Regions from separate parts of the Oryctolagus cuniculus genome. Here region 2 is linked to region 1. The links are chromatin contacts, called in public Micro-C maps. All regions are on one chromosome and are shown on one strand. The core of a region is the stretch at or near the end of the contact, and the rest is flanking DNA. Distances in the headings are between cores, read along the strand shown.

Region 1 (3,939 bases), core at 634-3,133:
CGCTGGTTGGAGTCCCGACTGTTCTACCTAGAAAGCAGCAGAAGATGGTCCAAGTCCTTGGGCCCCCGCACCTGTGTGGGAGACCTGGATGGAGTTCCAGGCTCCTGGCTTCCGCCTGGCCCAGCCTGGGCTGTTGCGGCCATTTGGGGAGTGAACCAGCTTGCTTGCTCTCCCTCCCTCTGCCTTTCAAATAAACTTTTTTTTTTTTTTTAAAGCAGTGCAGTAGGCTGCTGTGTTGGCTTTTGGTCACTCTAAGCCACTTAGGAAGTGAGTTTGGCTCACGGTCTCAGGTGAGGCCAGAGGAGGGCCCACCAGCACAGCTGCTGTTGGGCCCACTGCCTCCTAGGAGCGCCCTCCCAAGGGCACAACCCATGGACACCCCCTCCCCCCTGCCACTGGATTACTGCCCCCCTCTCAGCACCCTGGATGACCTTGGGGGGTTAAACACGTACATGAGTAAAGGACCCACGTCCAATCCACAGCTTGCCGCCCCTGCTCCCCAAAACTCGCGTCCTCTTCACATTACAACACAACCACCCATGATCATGCCATCTCCAGCAGGGTCAAGGTCTCAAGTCAGTTCACATGGATTCAAAAGGCCGAAGTCTCACCTGAGCCGCAAGGCACACGGCTCAGCTGTGAGCCCTCCGGAGCACAGACAAGTGGCAAACCTCAGGAAACAACAGTGGGAGGCGCGCAAACAGCGGTAACAGCCAACGAGGGGCCGCATCAGAACCCCCGCGGAGCAAACATCCACTCCTCTGGCTCCATGCCCGTCATCCTGGGTGCGGAGCAGTCCCAGGGCTCAGCGGCTCCACCGGGCACTGCCCTGCTACAGGTCTCCCGGGTCGCCTGATACCCCTGGAAACCTCCATGGAGGCCCGTGCGTCTCCCTGGCTCTTGCTCTTCCCCCGTGGCTTTCCCAGGCCTGCCTCGGCTGGTATCTCCTGTGCTCTCCTTTTCTGGGGTCTCCCTGCAGCTCCACTAGGCGGCCTCTCCCAAGGCCGCACTTCTGTACCTGAACTCGCAGGCTTTCACGGAAGCCACCGGGACGCCTGCAAACCCAGCAGCGCGTGGGCGACGCCAAGCTCTGCGGCCAGCACGAGCCACGCCTGGGTCCGCTGCCCGCCACCGGCCGCCGAGCCCAGGTGCTTGGCAGGCTGGACACAGGGCACGAGGTCCCAGGTGGCGTTGCGGGAGCTCCCCGAACGCAGCGTGGGGTTGCACCGACCACTCCTGCCCCGCCAGGCCTCCGAGTCGCCTTTGAGACCTTCACTGCCACTCTCAAGGCAGCTCCCTGCCTGCACTCACTCCTGAGCAGGTGCCTCCCCGCCTGGCCCAAACTCTGTCCCACACACGCTCGGGCTCGGTAAGGCTTCTCCCCGGGGAGCTTCCTACGCTCGGCCACGGGCACCCACGCGGCTCTGGGCTGCCCCGGGGACAAACTCGTGCGTTTCCTTTAAGTTCCCAGGAAAGTCACGGGGCGAGGGCGCCCGACTGGCCGGACCTGCAGCGCCGCCGGCCTCGGAATCGGCCCGGGCTCTGGCTGCCCGCAGCCTGCAGCGGCTCCCGCACCCGCCGGCTGGCCCGTTCCACAGCCGCCTCCACCTCGCAGGCGGAGACCCCACCAGGCTCCTCGGTACCGGCCTCTCGGCTAAGGGGGCTCCCCTCCGGGAGGGAGCGCGCGGGGCAGGCCCGGGCGGCGAGCCGGCGAGCGGACAGCGTGGCTCGGCCGAACCCCAGGCCCTGGCCGCCCTCCGAGCGCAGCTGGCCCGTTCCAACCACCGCGGAGGCCTGGGGAGTCAGACACACCTGGGTCCAAGCCCAGCCGCCCCCCAGGCGCTGCGGGTCCCAGGTCTGAGGCAGCAAGCGCCGCCCTGCGGAGGGGGATGGCGGCCGGGACCTAGCCCGGGCTCTGCCCACGCAGGCCTGTGGGGCCGCGAGCTTCTCAGCCGGCTCCAAGTCTGGGGGCCCGGCCGGGAGTGGGGGGCAGGGAGGGGGAGGGGAGCACCCGCACCCCACCGCGTCCCCACAGCTCCGCTTGCTTCCCTGGGGGGCTGCGGGGCGCCACACCCCCGAACGGCGTAGCGTCTTCCAGTCAGCAGCCTCGCGGGCTGCCACTCTTGTTTTATTGTCAAAGGGCCCCCAGATTCTTCAGCATCCTCCATCCCGCTCAACGGCTGGGCTGGAGGGGACGCCGGGAAGCCGAGCCGCCCTACACAACTAAACGCGCTCCCACCTTCGGGGCTGCCCCGGCCCCGCCCGGAGGCCCTGCCCGGCCGTCCCGGAGACCCCGCGGCTCCCGGCGCGGCGCGACATTCCCAGGCTCGCGGCGCCACCTGGTGGCCCGCGGCGCGCACTGCGGGCCCCGCTCGGAGCCCTCCCGGTTCCTGAGCGAGCCCCCTCCGCGTGGGCAGGGGGCAGGACACGAGGCCCTGCGGGAAGGCGAACTTGGTTTCCACAAAGCGAGGAGCTGACGCTTGGGACCAGACAGCCCTCCGTAGGTTCAGCTCCTACCCTAAAGCTCCCCCACGGTGTGAGCTAGAGGCCTCCGAGACTCAATTTGAGCTACAATATGCACCTGCGTACTGGGACGAAGAGGAAAACTTCCCGAGCACGGGGCTTGGCACCTGCTGTTAACACAATGCTACTGTAAACTGTTTGCTGTTTCCGACAGCAGTTTATTTGTAAAGGGAACTACTTTAGCTTGATCGAAAGCAACTTTTAAAAATGTTAAAATAAATGTATACGTAAGTATTAAATCAGAAACCATTTTCTTTTCTGGGCACCGCAGTCTGGGTAACACCAATCCCAGCCTCTCTCTCTCTCTCCCTCTCCCTCTCTATGTTCCCTCCAGGCCACCTCGCCTGACCCCTTTAGGAATAAGGCAGCATCAGGGTGCCCAGGATCTCAGGGGTGGGGTTGGGATGGCGGGAAGCTGCTCCAGCCCCACCTGCCCACGAGGGGATCGGGCCCCACGGCTTCCCGCGGGCGCTGGAGGCTGCACACGCTTCTCTCAGCAGCCCCAGGCTGCTGCTCCTTCCTTCAATTCTTGTAGACGAGGACTCCCGGGCTCTTTCTGCAGGCTACAGACTATTTGCCGGTGGAGATCTGAACCTGAAAAGGTGAATTTCAAGGTCTCTGAAGTTTGATGCTCTTTTTCCTTCTGGGCTGTCATTCCAGGAAAAGAAAAAACAAAACCGTGGCAGAGCCCAAAGCTGGCAAATGCCTTATTTATTTGAAAGAGCAACAGGGAAGGAGAGAGATGGGGTGGAGGGAGAGAACACATTTCCATTCCGAGTTCACTCCCCAAATGCCCACAACGGCCAGGGCTGGGCCAGGCCAAAGCCTGGAACTCCATCCCGGTCTCCTACGTGGGTGCAAGGCCCATCTTCCACGACCTTCCCAGGCGCGTGAGCAGCGAGCTGCATCGGCAGTGGAGCAGCCGGGACTCCCAAGGAGTCGCCTAGCCCGCCGCACCACGACGCCGGCCCCAAGCTCCTTATTTATTACCATCAGAAGGCGCCCTGAGCTCCTGGAGCCCTTTACAGGGCTCCCTGAGAATGCCAAGGGGTTTGCGCTCACTTTCTGCCTTTCACGCGGGTAGTTCAGCAGCGGGGCGGCCCGTGTGGACCTCGCCTTGTGCGTGGCCGGCCGCCGACGGCCCTCACCGACCCGCACGGCGTCCAGGCGGGGCGCCGGCGACTCCAAAGGCTTCAGGACCACTAGGCGGCTCGAGGCTGGCTCGAGGCTGAGCCTCCGCTCCCAGGTGGAAGCCATCCCATTGGTTTTGTTGATTAAAAAGTAATTGACATGTGCTTAAAAAAAAAAAAAAATCCGACAATACGGACGTGCGAGTGCGCCAGACAAGAAATGGGAGGTCCCCTAACCGCCGCCAGCCTCACCCGGGCGCTTCTCGGGGGCCCAGTGACGCCTGCT
Region 2 (3,939 bases), core at 1,036-3,535, 41 kb after region 1:
TTTCAGGGCTATCACCTAAAAGTTTTTCAAGCAGAGCCTAACAACGGGCACCACAAAAATAACAGAAAAAAGGGAAAGTTCAGTCTATCTGAATTATAGGGACTCAGGAAATAACAATAAAAAGAGGCCACTACAGTATTTCAAAACCTAGTCATGCAAGTCCACTCAAGGAAATGGTCCTAGAACTGGTGATCAGAGAAAACTAAACTCTAGCTAACTCGTTGTAGAACTCAATGAACATAAGTGATTGCAGTACAAGACGTTCCTGCCATATTTAATCTGATTTAGAATCTCAGTAATCCATTGGTGGACCTACCACTGTATACTTAGGCAACAAGAAATGAAGTTATTTCTATAAGCTAAGATTGAATATAATACTTTTCTCTTTCAAAACGAAGATATGGCAACCAAATACAGAATCAAGGCAGAGGAGACCAGAACTCAGAAACAAATCCTCCTAAACTAGACAATCATGACTATTTGTAAAGCTCCCCTTAATAAAATGCTAACTAAATAAGAATGATCTCATCTTCTGCAACAATAACGTTCCCGCTGCCGGCTGGTAACTAAAGTTGTCCACAGTGTCTCTAAAAGTCACGTTTAGATTAGTAACACCTCAGCACTCCCGACTATGCATGATACAAATTTACTGAACTGCACTTCAACTTGTTTTTCCGCCGGAATGAAGTCATTAACAAAAAGTCATTATATCGGAATCCTTTTGATGTGTATGGCTTTCTTTCAAATACTCGGGCTCATTACTGCTAATGTGTTTTACTGAGCTCCCCTCCCAATGAGGGCTGCTTATAAAAACATCCCGCGTCCCCAAGGATTCATGGCCACCATCAGCCACGGCGAGAATCTGCTGGCAAACCTGGATCACGTCTCCCAGGGCAGGGAACTCAAAATCAGACCAGGTAAGAGAGAAGCACTTCACTGTCTTTCCTCTCACACGGCCGGTTCTTCCAGGGTCCCCATCAATAGGGCAGCACTCGGGGTGTGTGTGTGTGTGTGTGTGTGTGTGTGTTCTGGTTAGCTGAAGGGAAATAGCGTTTATTCAAACTCTTCTTTTGGGGTGGGGGTGGGGAATCCATCCTTTCCCACCAAGACTGTGGCTTCCAGAGGAATTCTGAGCGGAACGGAGAAGCAACCAGGCCACCTAATCCTGGGAGATCAGAAAGAGGCTGTACGCCAGCCCTCAGCCCGTCGTCAGCGGCGCCTCGGGAACGCTGTCTCACCTAAGACCCGGGACCCAGCAGCGGGGACCAGGGCGCCCCAGCGAGCGCGCTCTCGCCCGGGCACCCCGCTGACGGCGCCCACTCGCACAGGTGTCACAGCGCGGCCATCCGCGCCGGCCCCCGCTCCCTACGGCGCAAAGCCGCTCCAAGGGGCTCCCCCGACAGACTCCGGCCCCCGAGTTTCCCGGCTGGCTCCGCAAGGAGCCTTGTCTTTTTAACCCTGAACTCCAGCGCACCCTCGGCAGTCTCGGGACGAAGTCCCCCCCGCCTTCCGGGACATGTGTTAGAGGAGAGCTGGAAAGGTCGGGGGCGACGGGAGAGGAAAACGTCCCGTCAATATCCAGCAAAGTCCGCCGAAGCCACGTCCAGGCCACTCGGCCCGGGGGCTCCCGGACATCCGGACAAGGCCGGGAACCTCAACACCTGCCGTCGCCGCCCGCCTGCGAGGCTCCCTTCACCACCGCCCCAAGCCCTCCCGGACTTCGGGAGCTAAGAATCGGGTGTGGGGGAGAGAGAGGTGGGGAGCAGAGGGGCTCCGAGGCGGGACAGCAGCCCAGGGCCGTCCCCCAGCCGAGTGCCCCGCAGCCGCCTCCGGCTCCAGCCCGTCGCCCGGAGCGCTCCGGGGAGACCCGATGCGAGCGGCCTCCGCAACCAGCCTCGGGCAGGGCCAGCGCCCCCGGTCGCCGCTCCTTCGCGGGAGCGGGCCTAGCTGCCCCGGGCAAAGGGCCCATCGGGGCCTCCGCCTCCCACTTCCAGCCCGCCGCTCGCGGGCCGCGGTCGGAGGCCTTACCCGCAGGACGTGGTAGCCTTCTGTGCCCCCGCCTGGGATCTCGACGCTCTGCGAGGAGCCCATGGCGCCGGGCGATCGGTGCAGCCGAGCCGGGCGCCGCTCTGCTCCCCGCCCCTCCGCACCGCCCGCTCCCTCCGCGTAGCACTTGGGACGTGGCACTCGCAGCCGCCGGAGAGCCGGGCCGCACTGCCCGCCGGGAGATGGTCGCCGAGGCAGCCGGGGCGCAGCGACGCCACAGACAGCGCCACCTGCCGCCAGCCACCGGGAGGGGTCTGGGGGCGCGCGAGCGGATCGGGAGGGACCGGGGAGGGCGGGCAGGGGCCTAGTCGTCCTCGCGAGAGAGCAGACACACAGTTCCTTCAGTCCTGCTACGGAGCCGTGGAGGAGACAAGCTTCATCAACACGCGTTCCTGCTCGCCCGGAATGACGATTGCTGGGTTGCAACGCCCTCTGGTGGCCACAGGCTGGAAAGGGCTCACACTAAGCTGCTGCAGCTCTGGTTTTGTAGGTCTTGGCCCAGGTTAGGCAGGTGTGGGATGAATCCACGTCCACTCAGCCCAGTTTTATAAAGAGACGCCTTCTCTTTAGGGCAGCTGTCCCACACAGTCATGGAGTCATGGAGGACCCGCCGAGTTGTTTTTTGATGCAATTTTTTTCTCTCCTCTTTTATTGTGAGACCAAGGTCAGATATTTCCTATAAGTAGACAGGTTTTATTTTAAAGCTTTATTTTTGGGGCCGGCGCTGTGACGTAGCAGGTAGAGTCGCCGCCTGAAGCGCCGGCATCCCGTATGAAAGCCGGTTCGAGACGCGGCTGCTCCACTTCCAATCCAGCTCTATGCTGTAGCCTGGGAAAGCAGTAGAAGATGGCCCAAGTCCTTGGGTCCCTGCACCCGCCTGGGAGACCTGGAGGAGGCTCCTGGTTCCTGGTTTTGGATAGGCGCAGCTCCGGCCATTGCGGCCATCTGGGGAGTGAACCAGCTAATGGAAGACCTCTCTCTCCCTCTCTCTGCCTCTGTCTCTCTGTAACTCTTTCAAGTAAATAAATAAAATCTTTAAAAATTTTTATTCATTCATTCTGTTTCAAAGAGAGAGAGCACTCTTGTCCATTGTCTCCCTCCCCAAATGCATGCAACAGCTGCTGCTGGACCAGAGCAAAGCTGGGACGAGAAGGAAGCTGGAATCCGGAGTGGAGCCAGGACTTGAACCCACACACTTGGATATGGGATGCAGGTGTCCAAAGCACTGACTTTACTGCTATGCCAGACGCCTGCTGCCCTTGTTTTATTTGTTGTTGTTGTTTTTAAATTGTATTCATAATTTCCTTTTGAAAATATATTAAATTTTAAAAAAAGATTTATTTATCTATTTGAAAGGCAGAGCGACAGAATGAAATCTTGAATCTACTGGTTCACTCCCCAAATGTCTGCAACAGCCAGGGCTGGGCCAAGCTAAAACCAGGAGCCAGGAGCTCCATCCAGGTTTCCTTGGTGGGTGGCAGGGACTCCAGGACTTGAACAATCAGCAGAAACCTGGATCAGAAGCAGAGTAGCCAATGCATGAACCAATCACTCTGATATGGGTTGTGGGCGTCCCAAGTGGCAGCTTAACTCACTGTGCCACAATAACTCCCTTTAAGTACTGGGACTTTCATGGTTCTTTTGCAGTAATATTATTTTGATTAAATAATAAAAAAATTTGGACCAGCGTTGTGGTGCAGTGGGAAAAGCCACTGCCTGCAATGCCAGAATCTCATGTGGGCACCGGTTTGAGCCCTGGCTGCTCCACATCTGGTCTAGCTGCCCGCTAATGCACCTGTGAAAATATCGCAGGATGGCCCAAGTGATTGGGCCCATGAGCCCACATGAGAGACCTGGAAGAAGCTTCTGGCTCCTGGCTTCAGCCTGGCACAG

What was found. Hi-C and Micro-C count contacts between places; a contact is called where the count stands out from the background.
Region 2: a contact with region 1 is called in a Micro-C map of ear pinna, with 8 times the contacts expected there. The contact joins the promoter of GORASP2 here to the enhancer-like site in region 1. A contact is called at or near these places in 5 of 6 Hi-C or Micro-C datasets (ear pinna, embryonic fibroblasts, liver and 2 more).

Annotation. Positions count from the first base shown.
Region 1 is chr3:70,147,263-70,151,201 of mOryCun1.1, forward strand. No RefSeq gene overlaps it. Among named protein-coding and RNA genes, the nearest start is that of GORASP2, 40 kb to the right of the region's middle. Within about 2 kb of position 1,884, at least 6 of the 8 cell types and tissues checked have an H3K27ac peak or open chromatin away from gene starts, as enhancers often do. A contact at or near this core is called in ear pinna, where this site is marked.
Region 2 is chr3:70,187,429-70,191,367 of mOryCun1.1, forward strand. It overlaps GORASP2 (golgi reassembly stacking protein 2), which reads right to left and starts at 2,286. Exons shown (of 10, transcript XM_002712278.5): 1 at 2,029-2,286. The coding sequence starts at 2,091.